2 separate regions of the Anser cygnoides genome follow, and region 2 is linked to region 1. The links are chromatin contacts, called in public Hi-C maps. All regions are on one chromosome and are shown on one strand. The core of a region is the stretch at or near the end of the contact, and the rest is flanking DNA. Distances in the headings are between cores, read along the strand shown. Region 1 holds the start of C15H16orf96 (chromosome 15 C16orf96 homolog). Region 2 holds the start of LOC125182346 (nucleoside diphosphate kinase, mitochondrial).

Region 1 (5,072 bases), core at 1,182-3,681:
TCCCTTTGCTCTTGGATTATGCTCAAAGCTGAGCTCACAAAATATGAGATGGGACCAGCCTGGGGCTGTCAGGTCTCACAACAGATGAAGAAATGTTGTGTTTACTGCAGGCTGGCCCCACGCTGCCTCGGAGATGTCCGCAGTCCAGCCTGGACACCAGCCCTTCTCCAAGCAGGGCAGGGCACAAAGCTATCACAACTCATCCTTGTGCTGCCACATGCAACTTGAGCGATGGAGACAGCTCTGATGCCGCACACTGTGTTTCCAACATAGGATCCGAACTTTAACAGCCAAATAAATTGAACCTGTGCCGTGGCCACGTCTCCTATGGATGGGATCCTGACCTGCCCATGAGGCAGCACTGCTGTCATCTGCAGTTCAGCCATTCCGTGTCGCAGGGCAGAGACAGGAGACAGGATGCTGTCCCTGCACGCACTGGGGCACCCCAGGCCCCAAGCACAACTGTGGGGACCCTTGTCAGGGCAGGATGGGACCCAGCAGACTCAAATCTCAGAGCTTACTCTGCTGGAGCCCTGGGGACAAGTGTAATGTGGCCAAAACTACCTTTGGCCAGTGCCTGTGTTAAAATACTGCTCCTTGATGAGACCCCCACAGTGTAGCTGGTGGCAGCTGAGCCAGAAACATCTCTACACTTTGCCAGGCTCTCCGGTCTTAGGGCAGCAGAAATCCCCAGGGACAAGTCCCTGCATTGGCAAGGCACCACACGGACACATCCCTGTGTAGGGCAGGACACCGTGTAGGGCAGCATGATGAAGGCATAGGACCGTGCCAGCAGCCCAGCGTGACTGGCACCCCGCTGGAGACGGGCGCCCCGCCGAGGATGGCTCCTGACCTTCGTCATCCCCTCCTCGATCACCTCCATCCTCTCGGTCAGCTGCGCCGTTTGCCACGTGTCGGTGCCTGGCCTGCCTCCGTCCCGCCTGGGGGTCGGCAGCTCCGCGGTGCCCGGGGACCCGCCGGGGCAGCCTGGCTGCCCCTCCGCCTGCAGGAGGGGGGCGCGGGGCCTCCCCCCAGCCCCAGCCCCGGGCTCGAGGAGGCCCCTCTCGTCCTCCGAGACCTGCGTGGAGGCATCCTGCAGGCGCAGGTGCTCCAGGAGGCCGCGCAGGAGGAGGTGGAGGGCGCCGGCGTTGACGCTGCCGCTGTTGGGCGTGCGGAAGGCAACGTCCGCCAGCTCCGCCAGCGTGACCGAGACGCTCATGCTGCCTCCGGCCCCCGGGGCTGCCCGCCCGGGGCTGAGGTCACAGGCCCGTTACCCGGCGATGGCCCCAGGGTTCTGCCCCAGCCCCGGCCCGGCCCGGCCCGTCCCGGCAAGCGACCGGGGACCGCGGGGCTCCCGCTGCGGCCTGGCCGCCGGGCGCGGCTCCCGGCTGAGGCCGGGCGATGGCCCCCGCTCCCCGCCCGCTCCCGCAGCGCCGTGCCCGGCCTGCCCAGCCACGCCAGCCCGCGGCTCCGCGGGCCTCGGCCGGGCCCTGACAGCGCGGCCGGGCCCGCCCCGCCGCCGCCCCGCCCCGCCGCCCGGCAGGTGCCGGCACCGAGCCGCCGGAGCCGGGAGCCGGGAGCCGGGAGCGGTGCGTGCGGGGTCGGCCCGGGGAGCCGGGGGCGCGGAGGGGGGGAGCGGGGCCGGGGGGCCGCAGCCCCCCCCAAGCCCGGCGGGGTGCTGAGGGCTGGGGCACGGGGAGGCTCCGAGCGGGGGGACGCGGGGCGAGCTGGGCGCCGTCTGCCCTTAGGAAGCGGACAGGGGAGACAAGCGGCTAGCTGCTCGGTGCGGGGCCTCGGGCTGCGTGTCCCGGGCACGGGGGGACGCGGGCCGGGAGAGGGGGAGGCAGCCCACCGGCAGCCTGGCAGCGCTCCTTCCCCCGGTCCGCGACGTTGTCCTCAGCGGCCGCCAAATGCCGCAGGGCGCCGGGGAGATGTTACAAAGCTTCGGCTCGGTGCGCTCGGCAGGGCGGGGGTGGGCTGGGACGGAAGGGTCGGCATGTACCGGCGGCCTGGTGCGACGGACACGGGCTGAAATTCAATCGCAGGGAAGGCGAAGTCGTGCGCTGGGGGAGAGAAGGCTTTGCGCTGTAAGGCGAGCGCCCAGCCCGAGGTCGTGCCAGCCTGTGGGGAGGGAGGCCGTGAGCTGCCAGCAGGGCACAGCTGCGAGGGGGCCACTGCGATGGTGCCCAGACGGATCCCCAGAGAGGAGGGAGCCCGGCGTCGGTATAAACGCAGGCGTTTCCAGCCATCCCTGCTCGGCAGAGGAGAGCCGGGGCTGGAGCTGCCCGTTTGGTGATCAGGAATGACGGGCCCATTTTAGAGACCAAACAAGCCCGGTTCCCTTGACAAGCAGGAAGAGATATGGCAACGACGGTGATGATGGGGATGGTATTATCTGTCAGCACGTTGGCAGCGTGAGCCCTGTGAAGGGAGGAGAGCCCTTGCAGCTAATGGGTAACGTTGTGCAAAGGCACATACCTAGCGGGAGGCTTTAACCATCAGAGCAGTGAGTTCTCGGTTCTGCCTCCCAGGGGGACCAGAGAGGCGAAACTGCGGGAGCTGTTGAGGTGGCGTTCGGTTGCTGTATGGGAAGCACAGGGTGTTGCGATTGCTGCTAAAGGGAGGGATGGGGCCTGGGGACCTGGGGAGCGCTCCCCGGCCAGGCCCACGCAGGGAGTGGGAAGGGGCAGGCTGGGATGAGCGCTCTCGTGCTGGCATCCTCCAGATCACCCGCAGGAGTCGTGCTCAAGCTGAAACTTCTCCGAGTACCTGCGAGTGTAGGTGTGTGCCCCTTGGCAGGACTGGAACAGAGACAATCTCCTTGCACCGGGGAGAACCGGTGAGCGTACCAGGGGTTGTCATATTCCAGGTGTCAGGCACAGTGATTTTAACTAGAAATGGTCTAAATTATAAATATAGTTATTTGGATGTAAAATGTGCCAAAAAACACTTTGTGAATATGCAGGCTATCTTCCTATTTGTTCCCTTTCAACCAACATGCTTGAAACAGTGCTTTCTTTTCAGCAGGGGCCTTCTGCTTTCTGGAGTGTTTGATTGGAGGTAGGCAGTCGAGGCCTGGGGGGACTCGAGTGAGTATAGTGAATACTATATGTCCATAATGTTCACTCGTTTTAGGAACTAAACAAACCCAGGTCAGTGGGGAAAGTGTAGGCTGAAAACTTCCAAAGGCTTCTCTGTCTAAAGGTTGCAATGATGGCCACGTGCCCCAGGAAATCCCTGGAAGCATTTGGCAATGTATCTGTTGTCCCTAGGCGTTGTGCGAGGAGGGAATTGCTGCTTGGAGGTAGGGAGGCAACAGCTTTGGGAACTTGTATGAGGCTGTCTGTGTGGCACGGACTGAGGGCAGAAGGGGGGTGAGGCTGTAACAAGGGTGGGATGGTGGAACCACTGCCCCAGGTGTTCCCCTGAGACTGGTGCCAAGCAGAGCGAGCACGCTCAGCCTTCTCTTGCTGCTGTTGTACGGCTGGTGAGGCTCTGGTGGCTGCGTCCACACAGGGCTGCAGTCAGGGAGGTGCTGGGGGTGTGTGTTCGCATGCTGAGTACCGAAAGATCTTGTTACGGATGTATCTGGGACAGTCAACAGAGAGGGAACGTCTCTTCCTGAGCCTCAGCCCTTCCTAAGAAGACGGAAGGCTGTGTGGAGTTTCTTGTTGTGTGCCCTCAACAGGTTCTACGTGGGTCTGTCTGAATTTCAGTTCCTCGGGCACCTGTTCTGACTGGAGCCTGTCTCAGGAGGGAAGGTGTCTCCAGCAGTGCCGTGTTTCAGTTTATGAGCATGTTTTTGAAGCTCACTTTCCTAATCAGCCATGCTTTTCTGCATGTGAAGTCACACAGTGATGCAAAGCATGGTGGCTGCTTTCCTTCGAGATGAAACACGACTGGTGGATGCTCGCTGGGAGTGCAGCTAATGCTCTCCTGCAGCTAAAGGGCGTTCAGCCAGGGGCCAGGCAAGAGCTTGTTCCCAACACCCACACTGTATGTGTTCTGTTGGGTTCTGGGTCCTTGGAGCAGCGTTGTGATCTGCAGAAGTGTTCCCATTGCCGGTATTGCTCACTAACACGGAGAGAGAAGGGCTCCAAGAAACTTTATTATGTAAAAGTTTATCTTTTTTCCTCCTTCAAATTAGAATTTAGAAGATAAACGCTTGCATTTAAAGGATGTGGTTGATGCAGACATCTTCCAGTATGAGTGGTTTTGGAGGGAGATGTGCAGTCTTCTAGTAGCTGCTCAGATCCAAGATCATTTTTTTTGCTCATAGGTAAAGAGAAGAATGAAGTTGGGTCTTCTGCATCTGTCTGTGGTACTGTTGTAAAGCTCTACATTCAATTTCTTGTACTTGCTTTAATCAGGAGATAAAATAGATAGATTTTATCTAGATATAATAATAATAATAGATAGGAGATAAATAATAGATAGGAGATAAAAGATAGATTTCTTAGATTGAAAGAAGATAAGTTTTAAAAATTCTTTGAAATAGCAATTTTTGTAGGGCCTACAGCAGGACCGCGTGTTACTTCTGTTGGTACGGGTATTACCACGGGTATGTACCTGGGCATGTACATGTGCTGCATGTATGGTCAGTGCTGTGGTAGCTTTTCTGCGTTCAGCTTTGCACTAAGCTAAGGGTAAGACTGCTGGCTGCCACGTGAGACTGAGCAGGAAATAGTATTTAAGTAATATGGAGATAAAAATAATCATGAAGACAGCAGGGCTGGGTATACTTTCAAGCTTCTAGGCAGGTGTGCTAACTTCTGAGTAAAACGTCAGACAGCACAGGGATGAGAAGCTGTTCTCCCAGACGGGTGAGTGCAGAGCTGCTGAAAACAGGAAGGACGAGGAGTTGGGAAACACCACTTGGATGCTGATAAGCCTCATGGCCCTTAGCAGCAGTCAGTGATGTTCTAAAAGGAACATTGTAAATTATGCAGCATTCTTCCCTTCTGCCCAGTACAGTAAAAGTGATAGTTTGTATTGGGAACTCCAGTTGTTCTGCAAATCTTTGGAGATCTGGGTTTGTTTGTTTGGTTGTTGTTTTTTTTTTACTTCCAGGA
Region 2 (4,920 bases), core at 2,067-4,566, 750 kb after region 1:
GAGGAGCTTTCAGAGGATTGTTGAACTTCCAGTAGGCGATTGCTCTTCAGGAAAACCAGCCCTTGTCAGGGGGTTGCGGGACACAGGAACCTTGGCAGGAGCGCACAGAACAGTTGCCGCTGCAGATGGCGGTGTCGTGACTGTTCGTGTTGTGCCTGAGTGCACAGCGAGGAGCCCGTGCCACGAACGGAGCCTGGTTCTCTGCAGTCAGCTCTCTGGAGCAACCCCGGAGCAGTCTCTGTTCCCTGTACGTAGGCTGCAGAAACTCAGGTTTCCTGGGCTCAGACACTGGAGGAAATAGTCTGTTAATCTCATGTATGAAAATACACGTGGGTGTTTGGCCCTCCCAGTGCCTTTCTGTTCTCTGCTGTCTTACAGTGCCCGCAGGTACTGTTGTTGTTGCAGTACAACGTGCTGTTTGATCTCTTCCAGGATCTGCCATCGTTTACCCAGAATGTGCACAGACTGGTGAATGACCTGCGCTACTACAGACTCTGCAATGACAGTTTGCCCCCTGGAACTGTGAAACTATAGTTACTGCACTGGACTCGTGTTTTGATCACTGTAGGGAACGGATCCATGTTTCGTTTTGCCACCACCTTCTCTCCTCCCTGGTTTTGTCAGTACTGCAGGACACGGTGTCTTGCAGGTGGGCACATCTTCTCGGATTCATGCACCACGCTTCCTTCTTCCCTCCCAGCCCGAAGGCCCCCAGCTGGAGTCAGCACTGTCTGCAGGATGTGTCTTAACGCCCAACCGCAGGGCATCTCAGCTGTATGGAGAGTCCTCTCGCCCGGGTTTTGTTCGACTAACGTAGCACTTTGTTGCGTCTGGAGATATCTGTGGAGTTGTCTTGAGAGATCTTGTGCGTATCAATCATGAGGCAGAAGCGCCAAAGACTACTTCAGACATTCGTACCTTCGTGTCATTCCACCTTCCTGCCCCTGCCCAGCTCTCGGAGGAGGAGACTTGTGATGTTGGGACTGTTTTGGCACTTCTGTCACTCCCTTTGTTTTTTAAATTGCCTTGAAAACCTCCCTGCTGTTTGTGGGGATTAGAGACATTTTGTTTTTTTTAAACGTTTTCTCATCATTCCATTGTGATACTAAAACAACATGCTTAATGGAAATAAAGTGCTTACTTTGTTGTTTTAAGTAACTTCTAATTTATTTTAGTTTCCACGCAGGCCTGCCACCAAGCCGTTTTGCAGCAAGGCGTGTTTCATGCTGCAGGCAGGGATCTGCAGTGGAGCCAGAGGACAGGCAGCAGCTGCCTGCACTGCCCATCCTGCCCGCTTCGCAGAAATGCCTCACACAAGCTCCGTGCGCAGTCTGTTCTGCGAGTGGTCTAGCTGCTCTTGAGAGATGCAGTGCCGAACTGGTGCAGAGCAGCGTGACCTTTCTCCACTCCCATTTTACCTACTGCCGATGTTCCCTGTTTTCTGTTACCCGTTGTGGTGATTGGTTCCCTTCGGCAGTCCCTTGTCCATGTTGATCAAGAGCTGCCCGCAGGAAGAAAATCTCCCAATGCCAGCAGAGTTGCGTTGCAGGACACCTGAGCTGAAGGCCAGCCGCTGGCCAGTGACCTGACGCTGGCACTGGAGCATAAAGCTAAAATCCCAGTCCCCATTCAAACTGGACTGGATTTTGTGGGGCTCGTGAAGTCTCTGATCATGCAGCTGGGAGCCATTTGTCCCTGCAGTTCTCTCATCAGGTAGCTAGAGCGGAGCATTAAAATGGTTTTACTCCTCTGCTGTATTTTCTTTGCAGCTCCAAGGGCAGGTTCAGCAAGGGCTGCGTGGGGGGAATAGCTCCCGTCCTTGTGCAAGCCTGGGGCAGTTGTTCAGATTAGTGTGCGTTCTCCCCAAAATGTTCACAGACGTGGACAGGAAGTGAGATGGCTGCGTGTGGGCAGCCGGAAGGTCTCGGGGGGGGGAGATGAAGCATAGGGAGCACTCGCTCCACAGTTCCTTTAGTTTTGTTAAAAAACATTTTGCAATGCACACGTTCGCTGTTGGGAGATGATGTTTGGATAACCTGTGTACAGTTAGAGACGTGTGTCCAGGCTGCCTGCACTGGGACTGGTTTGTTTGTGGGCTTTGTACCCGGCAGTGAGCGGTTGGAAAGATGCAGGTGAACCAGAGTCCCACCCCCTTGGGGCTGTGTGCCCCCAGGCCCTGTACCTGGGGCCTGTGAACTGTCTGTGGAGGTCCTCAGGGGGGTGTGAAGAGCAGCCCGGTGAGGTTAACGTGGGGACTGCAGTCCTGCTACAGTACCAGAGAGGTCTCTTGCATCCTCTCACTGCTACTGAAAGCCCTCTTGTGGAGAAATGGGGGGGAGGGCACGGATGCGGATTCTGTCTGTCCTGCTGGAGCTGTCTGGGTTCAGGTGTTCCTGCAGTCCCTGTAGGTCCCTGCTGCAAGCTGGGGCTGGGGCGGGAAGGGGCAGCCGGGGCTTCGCTCCCAGCACGGTGCTCTGGGCTGGTGATTCTTTCTTGCAAAACCTTTGGTTGATCGTGGCTGTTTGCTGACAGAGGGTGAAAGTGCGTGTTTTTCCCTGGCTGGGCAACTGATCAAGGGCAGCAGCTGGAAGGGGGCCAAAGCCCAGGTTGGAACCTGCGAGCCGCTGCACTAAAAACTGATTCTCCTTTGCTGGTCACCTTCAGTGCTTAGTCTAACTTCCACCCAGGTCCATAGACAAAGGCAAAAATGCCCCCTGCCTTGCCTCTAGCAGTGCCCTGGGGTTGAAGTTCCTGGGCTCTTCCCCAGCGTGGGGGCAGTGGGCGGTGGATCCCCTGTCCCCCCGCTCCACTACAGCTGGCCCTGGCTCACCCAGGTGCTGAGGAGCTGCTGCTGTCCCCGTGTGTCCCAAAGGCAGCGGGCCGTGGGGTTGGCAGCCGGGTGCGATGCCTCATTGCCCCCCTTCCCCAGGGTGAGGAGCAGGAGGACACCAACGCACTGGGCTACGTGGGGTGGCAGGGGAGCACCTGGCCCTGGGTGTTGGGCACTCACTGAGTAAATATCCCAGTAAATGTCTGCGTGTATCTGCGTTAACCTTACCCAAAGCACCTCCTTCCTCTGTACCATCACCCTCTGTGCCAGGTAGGTGCCGGGGAGCAGGCTTCCCCCCCCCAAAACCCCTCTTTGCAGGGCTGGCAGCAGCTTCTGGTCAGCGAAGGTGCTGTTGGGCGAGCGCTGGCCATCGCCCTGTTTGCCTGGGGGGAGGCCCTGCCCCATCCCGTGGCAGCTTTGCTGAGCCCGGGCCGGGCCCCCCCCTGCGGCCTCTTTAAGGGGAGGGCCGGGAGGGCCGAGCCGGCCCCGGCCGGGCGTTTAAAGCCTCCACCCGGGCGGCCGAGGCCGACTCCGAGCCGCCCGCCCCGGCCATGGGCTCCCTGGGGCGCTGCCTGGCCCGGGGCCTGCTGCGGCGGCAGCCCGGCCTCGGCCGCCCCCTCGGGCCGCCCCGCCGCTACGGCTCCGGTGAGACCCGGCCCCGGCCTGCCCCAGGGCCCCCAGCCCCGGCCTTCCCTCCGTCCCTTCCCCACCCTGCCCCGGGGACCCTGTCCCCATCCCCGGCCCCGCTGCCCGTCCCCTCCCGGTGCCCCCGGGTCGGTGCTGGGGGCTCCTGACCCCGACCCCCGGACGCTGAGGCCGGGGCCGGCGGCGGCTCCCCCGGTGCCACCCCGGGGTTCGGTGTCCCCAGGGCCAGGTCGGGGCTGTCCTGCTCTGCCCTGGGGGGACAGGCACGGAGCGTCCCCCCCTAACCCCGGGGCTGGCGCTGGAACGCCCTTGCTTGGATTCGCATCCCCTTTCCTGGCTCCTGCCTCGCTGCGCCGGGATGCTCGGTGCCCCTGGGGACTTGTGCCCTCCTCGCTCTGCTCCTGCCTGCGCCTTCCCCTGCTGCGTGGCTCCGGCAGGGGCTGCGGGTGGCAGTGACAGCCGGGCCAGGCCCTGCCACCAGCCGAAACCAGGGCGAGCCCGTCCCACGCTGGGATCAAGCGCTGCCGGACGCGTCCCCTGCGCTCCTCACGGCATCGCTGCGCCTCCCTTGGGCCCGCGGCCGCATCCAGCCAGCGGGGGCCCAGGCACTGCTGGTGGGGGGGACATCGCAGAGCCCACGGTGACAGGGATGGGAAAGGGGATGGTGCTGGGGACGGAGACGCGGACGGGGCTGGGTTTGCAGGAGCAGCCGGGTGGCCGTGGTTCAGTGTCCCCGCGCCCCCCGTAGCCCCCCCGGAGCTGCGGGAGCAGACGCTGGTGCTGGTGAAGCCGGACGCGGTGCAGCGGCGGCTGGTGGGCGACGTCATCCGGCGCTTCGAGCGGCGCGGGTTCAAGCTGGTGGCCATGAAGCTGCTCCAGGTACCCGTCCCTACGCTGCAGCCCCCCGGGGGACCCCGCGCCACGGGGATGAACGCGGGCACCCACCGGGTGTCCCCGCCGTCACCCCGCGGTGCCATCAGGCGGACCGGGGCCTCCTGGACAAGCACTACCAGCAGCTGCGGCAGAAGCCCTTCTACCCCGCGCTCCTCTCCTACATGACCTCGGGGCCGCTGGTGGCCATGGTGAGGAGCCAGCCCTCCCCCCCCCCCGGCCTCTCCGGGGCTGTGGTGCTCAGGCGTCCCCTGTCCCGCAGGTGTGGGAGGGCTACAACGTGGTCCGGTCCTCGCGGGCCATGGTGGGGGACACCAACTCAGCACAGGCGGCGGCGGGGACCATCCGAGGGGACTTCAGCATGCACGTCAGCAGGTAGGGGGGGCGTGGGGACGGGGACGGCGCGGGACCCCGGCGGCCACGTCCCCGTCCCCATCCCTGTGCAGGAACGTGGTGCACGCCAGCGACTCGGTGGAGACGGCGCTGCAGGAGATCGGCTTCTGGTTCCAGCGGGACGAGCTGGTGGCCTGGGAGAGCAGCGACCGGGACTACAC

What was found. Hi-C and Micro-C count contacts between places; a contact is called where the count stands out from the background.
Region 2: a contact with region 1 is called in a Hi-C map of liver, with 2.7 times the contacts expected there. The contact joins the promoter of LOC125182346 here to the promoter of C15H16orf96 in region 1. A contact is called at or near these places in 2 of 7 Hi-C or Micro-C datasets (both in liver).

Annotation. Positions count from the first base shown.
Region 1 is chr15:11,642,286-11,647,357 of Taihu_goose_T2T_genome, forward strand. C15H16orf96 (chromosome 15 C16orf96 homolog) reads right to left here and starts at 2,432. Exons shown (of 15, transcript XM_066977619.1): 1 at 2,003-2,432. CDIP1 (cell death inducing p53 target 1) reads left to right here and starts at 1,453. Exons shown (of 6, transcript XM_066977625.1): 1 at 1,453-1,589.
Region 2 is chr15:12,391,607-12,396,526 of Taihu_goose_T2T_genome, forward strand. LOC125182346 (nucleoside diphosphate kinase, mitochondrial) reads left to right here and starts at 3,317. Exons shown (of 5, transcript XM_048060142.2): 1 at 3,317-3,475; 2 at 4,224-4,354; 3 at 4,456-4,557; 4 at 4,629-4,741; 5 at 4,813-4,920. The coding sequence starts at 3,382. XPO6 (exportin 6) reads left to right here. Exons shown (of 25, transcript XM_066977579.1): 25 at 433-1,154. The coding sequence ends at 534.